Linked DNA regions of Urocitellus parryii: region 1 is linked to region 2. Evidence: chromatin contacts called from public Hi-C data. All regions are on one chromosome and are shown on one strand. The core of a region is the stretch at or near the end of the contact, and the rest is flanking DNA. Distances in the headings are between cores, read along the strand shown. Region 1 holds the start of Bola3 (bolA family member 3). Region 2 holds the start of Stambp (STAM binding protein).

Region 1 (2,700 bases), core at 67-2,566, 290 kb after region 2:
GGGAGACACCAGGAAGGAGAATCACTGGGCTGGTCCCTGATTGGCTGTGGAAGGCAGGCAAAACCCCAGGATTATTAGCAAGTGCTGGTGCTGAAGGTGCCACTTCTTCACCGTCCTTTCCTGATGGCCTAGAGTAGGGGGTCCTGTCATAGAATCTCAGCTGTGCAAATGGGACTCTCTCACCAATTGCTCTTAAAGGCCAAGAAAGCAACTGTCCTGAAATAGCAGCCTGCAGTGAAGCCCGGTGCTGGTTCTCAGAAGCCCTGATGGATATTTTGAGCAGATTAGGGGCAATGCCCACTGGGCACAGGCAAAGAAAGTCTGGCAGGCAGTTGAAATGCAGGTCGGGAGAAGAATCTGGAATTAGGTCTGTGTGCTATGTGGAGAAAGCAAAAAGTGGATGTTTGAGGTTGGGTGAGATTGCAGGGGCAGGGGTGGAGGTGCTTTGGGAGACAGAATATTGGTGGAGGGAAAGGCAGAGGGTAACCAGATGGCAAGCAGAATGGGCAACCAGTAAGTGGAAGAGGGTGGTTAGCGCTGCAGAATCCTTGGGAAGAAGCCATCTATCACCTTAGCACACCTGTGGGCAACGCCTTAAAAGGACTGACGAAGTCCCCAGTGGACCACTACCCAAGCTGACAGTAGCCGGCTGGTAGAACACCTCTGCATGCACCAGGGAGGCAGGATCAATCCCAAAGGGAAGAGAAGTAGATAGTCAAGAAGGGGCAGAAAGGATTGGAAGGGCACGAGTGGAGTGCCCTCTACAGGGCTTTCTGCCCGGGGCTGCGGAGTTTGGAGGGTCAAGGTCAGAGGCTCGGCCGAAGTTCCCAGGGCCCAGACCACCCTTCTTCGCAGCGCCTGGCACCCACGCCTGGGTCCCGGACGAGGCAACTGCCCTCCGCTTCGCGAATCAACATTTCTCTTCCGGGTGTACACAACTGTTTATGTGTCCGTCCCCCTGAACTCCGACCTCCACCCAGTGCCGAAGCTGCAGCAGATCGCGCCAGGCAGGGCCTCACACTCCTCCGCGCGCCCATGGCCGTGGAGTGAACGGATGAACGAACAAAATGAGAGAAAGAGAGCTCAGCCTCCGGCACTGCCCGCGCCCCCGGGAGCCCTTCTTAGAGCCCCGACGGCGGCCGGCCATGTCCCCCCGAAGCTCCGCCCGGGGAGAACAGCCCCGACCCGGCCCGCTCACCCCGCGGCTCCCGCGGAGCAGAGGCGCTGCCGCGGCGGGGCTCCACGCGGCCATGCCCGGCTGCCGCGGCCCGCAGCCCGAGATCGCCGTTCCTCCCGAGAGATGCAGAGCCAGGGCCGAAACCTGTCGCTGTGGGCGAGGCTGCCCCCTGCCGCCCGGAGGCCGCGAGTCTGCCCGACCCCGCCCCGGCCGCGGGGAGTCGGTGCCCAGAACTTCGGCGCCCGCCCAGCTCGGGCCCCGATTCTGTCTCGCCAGCACCGCGCTCCTCTGGCCTCTGCTGTCCTGGTCCAAGACAGAGGCTTGGCCAGGTCAAAATCCCCTTCCTCCGCAGCCAGCAACACCAGCTCTGGGAGCGCGGTACGTCCTTTCCTCACCGTGGTGCCCTGGTGGAACTTATCCTATCCCGCTCCCCATCGCTGCAGCCGGGCAGGCTTCTGACCTGAGGAGCTCGGGTTTCTCTCCAGGATCTCTCTCATGGAAGGATGTAAACAAGGGACGCATTTTCTGATTTGCATTTTAGAAAGATCACCTTGGCTTCTGTGAGGAAGGGTGGAATGTAAGGGGCTGAAATTGGAGACAAGGACAGAAGGTCCCAGGCTACTGCAGTGTCCAGGTGAGAAATGAGGGGCCTGCCACTAATAATGTGGCAAGAGGGATGGGTGGAGTGAACTGAGACATTTGGGAGGTGAGTGGAATAAATAGTCTGACTTGATATTGCGGATGAGGTAGGAAAGGTCTGGGTTTAAGATGCTGCTAGACACTGCCCAGCAGAGGCACAGGTTGGACCCACACACCATAGGAGTCCTGTAAGCTGAGGCAATGGGTCAGCAAGCCTGCCTGGATATGGAGCACTGTCAGACAAGTCAAAGCCAAAATACAACCAAGTCCTTTCCGGAGCTGTAATTGCAGCATGTGATCAGTGCTGCCCTGAAGGATTCATCAGCTTTTCTACCACTGCACTCTGGCCTATATAATCAATATCTCTAGTGTTGTACCTGTATGGATTGGACCAATATTTGCTCTTTATAAATATACTCATTCATTCTGATATTGAGTGACTCCTATGTACCAGCCCTCATCATTTCTCCTTTGGGCTACTGTTAGTGGACACACTTTCTGCTTGGTTCCTAAAAAGTTATGGTTAGTATGATTGGGGATAATTTGTTAATTTTTCAATTTTCTTCATTGATGTCAATGATACTTTAAAACTGTCAAAACAACTTTTTCAAGCAATGTAGTGGTGAACCACTGTTATTCAAACCACATGTTCAGATGAGGCCCATCCAATTCCAGCTCTAGGAGTGAACACAAGATCCAACTCAGGATAACTAGATGGGGATTGGCTTAGGGTTGATCACATGATCTGAACCAGACCAATGTGAGGTGACCTTACTTAGAACTAAAGAAATGCTCTTTTCAAATGGGTTAGCTAAGCTGATAGAAAGCCTGGAGCTGCTTGCGGGCAACCATCTGGGCAGAACTATTTTACAAATAAAGCAGAC
Region 2 (2,700 bases), core at 30-2,529:
AATGTCTCAATTTCTTTAGGCCTAAATCACTACACTCAGATTCTGAGGGAAAAGAGTTAACAGAGAAGTAGTTTGGGGAACAGTTTACCTTAGGTACTCTCTACTATGTGCCCTGTACAACTGTCTTCCCAATTTTTTCTGCAAAGGATCCATGAGTTAAATAGTGAACCCTAGCATTGGCATGTATGTTAATATTTATTGGGGGTGGAAGGATGACCTACAATGTGTTTTCAGTAGTCTTAAAAGTCAATGACCAGGGCTGGGGTTGTGGATCAGAGGTAGAGCACTCGCCTGGCATGTGTGAGGCACTGGGTTCAATCCTCAGCGCCACATTAAAATAAAATATAGGAAAAATAAAACTCAATGACCATACAGCCACCTTAGGAAATCCCAAGAGATACACCACAATGAGGTTTGGCAGAAAGAAGACATCTGGAGGTGGTAACACCTGAACTGGGTCTTTAAGCTCAAAGAGGTTGTGACAAAGAGGTTAACAAGCTCCCAGGGAGCTCCCAAATAAATTTTAATAAAATTTTCCCAGAGAGTAAAACTCTAAAACCAAAGCATAAATTTTCAGACTGGTGATATATAAAGTCCCGTAAGATAGAATGGTGCTGTAGCAAGCCTGCAGAACTTTATTGGAAAGAAGGTGTATATGTATACCTACATGTAGAATTTGCCTCTCTATTTGCACTTGAGTATTTAACCAGCTTGTCTTGTTTTCAGACACTGATATTTTATCATACATATCATACAGGTCTGTGCAAACTTTTTTTATGGTGCTGTTGCACCATAACTTTTAAAGATTAAACACTTTCAACACATTTTATAGGTATTCTTACGTAGTCCTACTTTCTCTTTCGAGCAACAAAATTTATTTCCTAATATCTCAGGCGACAAATCTTGCGCAGAAAATAACACAAAAAAAACTGAAAAATAAATTAAAAAATTTTCCCGTCCTGGGTTTCAATCCCTGGTCAATTTAGCAAGTCTGTAGTGTTTCTTGAATCAGCAATCCCTCCTTGAATATGAGGTTTATGTGAGTGTATCGGAGGGACTATCTGTTGGGAAACCCCTACTCAAAACCAAAATGATTTTAAAAACAAGAGTCAGCTTGGCCATAGGTCTCTTTAACTTGGGTCCGCTTTCTTCCGGGTTTATTTTCCTTTACCAAGATGGATCTCGCTCCTCATAGGTCACATTTTACGCAGTGACGTTATAGCCCCACCCACCAACTTCCCACCTCCGGTCCTAAGTCCTTAGGAGTATAATTGCCTGACCGGCCCCTAGTGGGCGTGACGCCGGATGTGACGTTTCCGGAAGCGCCGGGTGTCATCCTGGAGGAAAGGTGGGGAAGGGTCCGGGATGTGGTGGGTAGGCTCTCTGAGCATTGTCGAACTCTGAAAGGAGCGGCCGCCGTGAGTGTGGGCCCTGAAGCCTTCTCCTTCCTCGTGTCCTCTGCCCGGCCCTTGTCGCGCGAGGCCACTGAAGGCTCCGGTCCCCGCGGGCTGGCGCCTGACCAGCAAGGCCCAGCGCTTTCCTATCGACTACATTTGAAAGACCCGTCAACCTTGGATGATTTTGCCTGGGAATGGCAATTGGGCTTGAGTCCCTTCAAGAAGGGCACCCCAAGCAGTTGTGGATGCATCCCTCTCTACTGTAAACGCCCCCTCTGCTCATTCCTGCTACTTCCTTTCGCTGCCTCTGTAATTTCTCCCTCCGGTTCTTCCCGCCACCTCCCCCCTTATTTGTGGATGCTATATTTCCTCTATGAAGTGTTGCTCAACCCCTGCTGGCCAGTGCCGCTTGGTGGCCTCTGCAGGGGAGGGGTCCTTACCTCACCCACAATTTACCTCCTCGTAGAGGTACTGAGATGCAGTGAGCATCCTGTTTCCGTTAGCTCTGATAGACTGGATACTGAGTTTACCAATGAAGCAACTTGGGGAGGTTTTAGATTTGCAAGAGGCTTTGTGGAAGATGCAGTGCCTTGGCATTACTAGCAGTTCCCCAGCGTTTCATGGTCATGAAGGGTTTTAGAGGGGACGTTTAATGAAGGAAATGTGACCTGAATATTAAGGAAACCTCGAAATAGAATTGGCCTGGAGATGACAAACTCTGAGGGAAGGGTTGGCGTAGAAAACAGAAAAACTGCCCAGACAAATGAAGCAGAGATGTGCAGGTTCCTGGGTGCATTACAATCAGGAGGAGTAAGATACAATTATGGAAAAAACAAGAGACAGTTGACACTGGCTGTGAATTACAAGATGAATTGTATAGCTTGAACATTCTAGGGCATGTTGCTTAGGGTATACTACAATTCAATGCATATCAAATACCCAGTTTACTTTTGGAGATTATGGAAAATACTCTCAAGGAAATCTAGAGTCTAACAGCAATAATACCTGGAAAGATTGTAGAATTATTGGAGTTTGGGACACAGGGAAGGAAAACTTCCAGACTGGGAACCATGCTTCTCCACATTACTAAAATACCTTTGTGCCCTTTTGTTATTAAAAGAGTGCTTAGTTTTTGAAGATGAATAAATTGTTGTCTTAAGATCCAAATATCAAGCTGACATGATGGCACATGCCTATAATCCCAGCCTCCCCCCACCTTGAAAAAATAGCATTTGATGACTGGGATATGTGGTCATAACAATCAGTGGCAGAATAAATAAGAATGGGTTCCACTTATAATTAG

What was found. Hi-C and Micro-C count contacts between places; a contact is called where the count stands out from the background.
Region 1: a Hi-C map of liver shows a contact between it and region 2, with 2.8 times the contacts expected there. The contact joins the promoter of Bola3 here to the promoter of Stambp in region 2. A contact is called at or near these places in 2 of 2 Hi-C or Micro-C datasets (liver and muscle).

The regions. Positions count from the first base shown.
Region 1 is chr12:93,130,705-93,133,404 of mUroPar1.hap1, forward strand. It overlaps Bola3 (bolA family member 3), which reads right to left and starts at 1,317. Exons shown (of 4, transcript XM_026397402.2): 1 at 1,199-1,317. The coding sequence starts at 1,252.
Region 2 is chr12:92,841,165-92,843,864 of mUroPar1.hap1, forward strand. Stambp (STAM binding protein) reads left to right here and starts at 1,280. Exons shown (of 10, transcript XM_026397470.2): 1 at 1,280-1,348.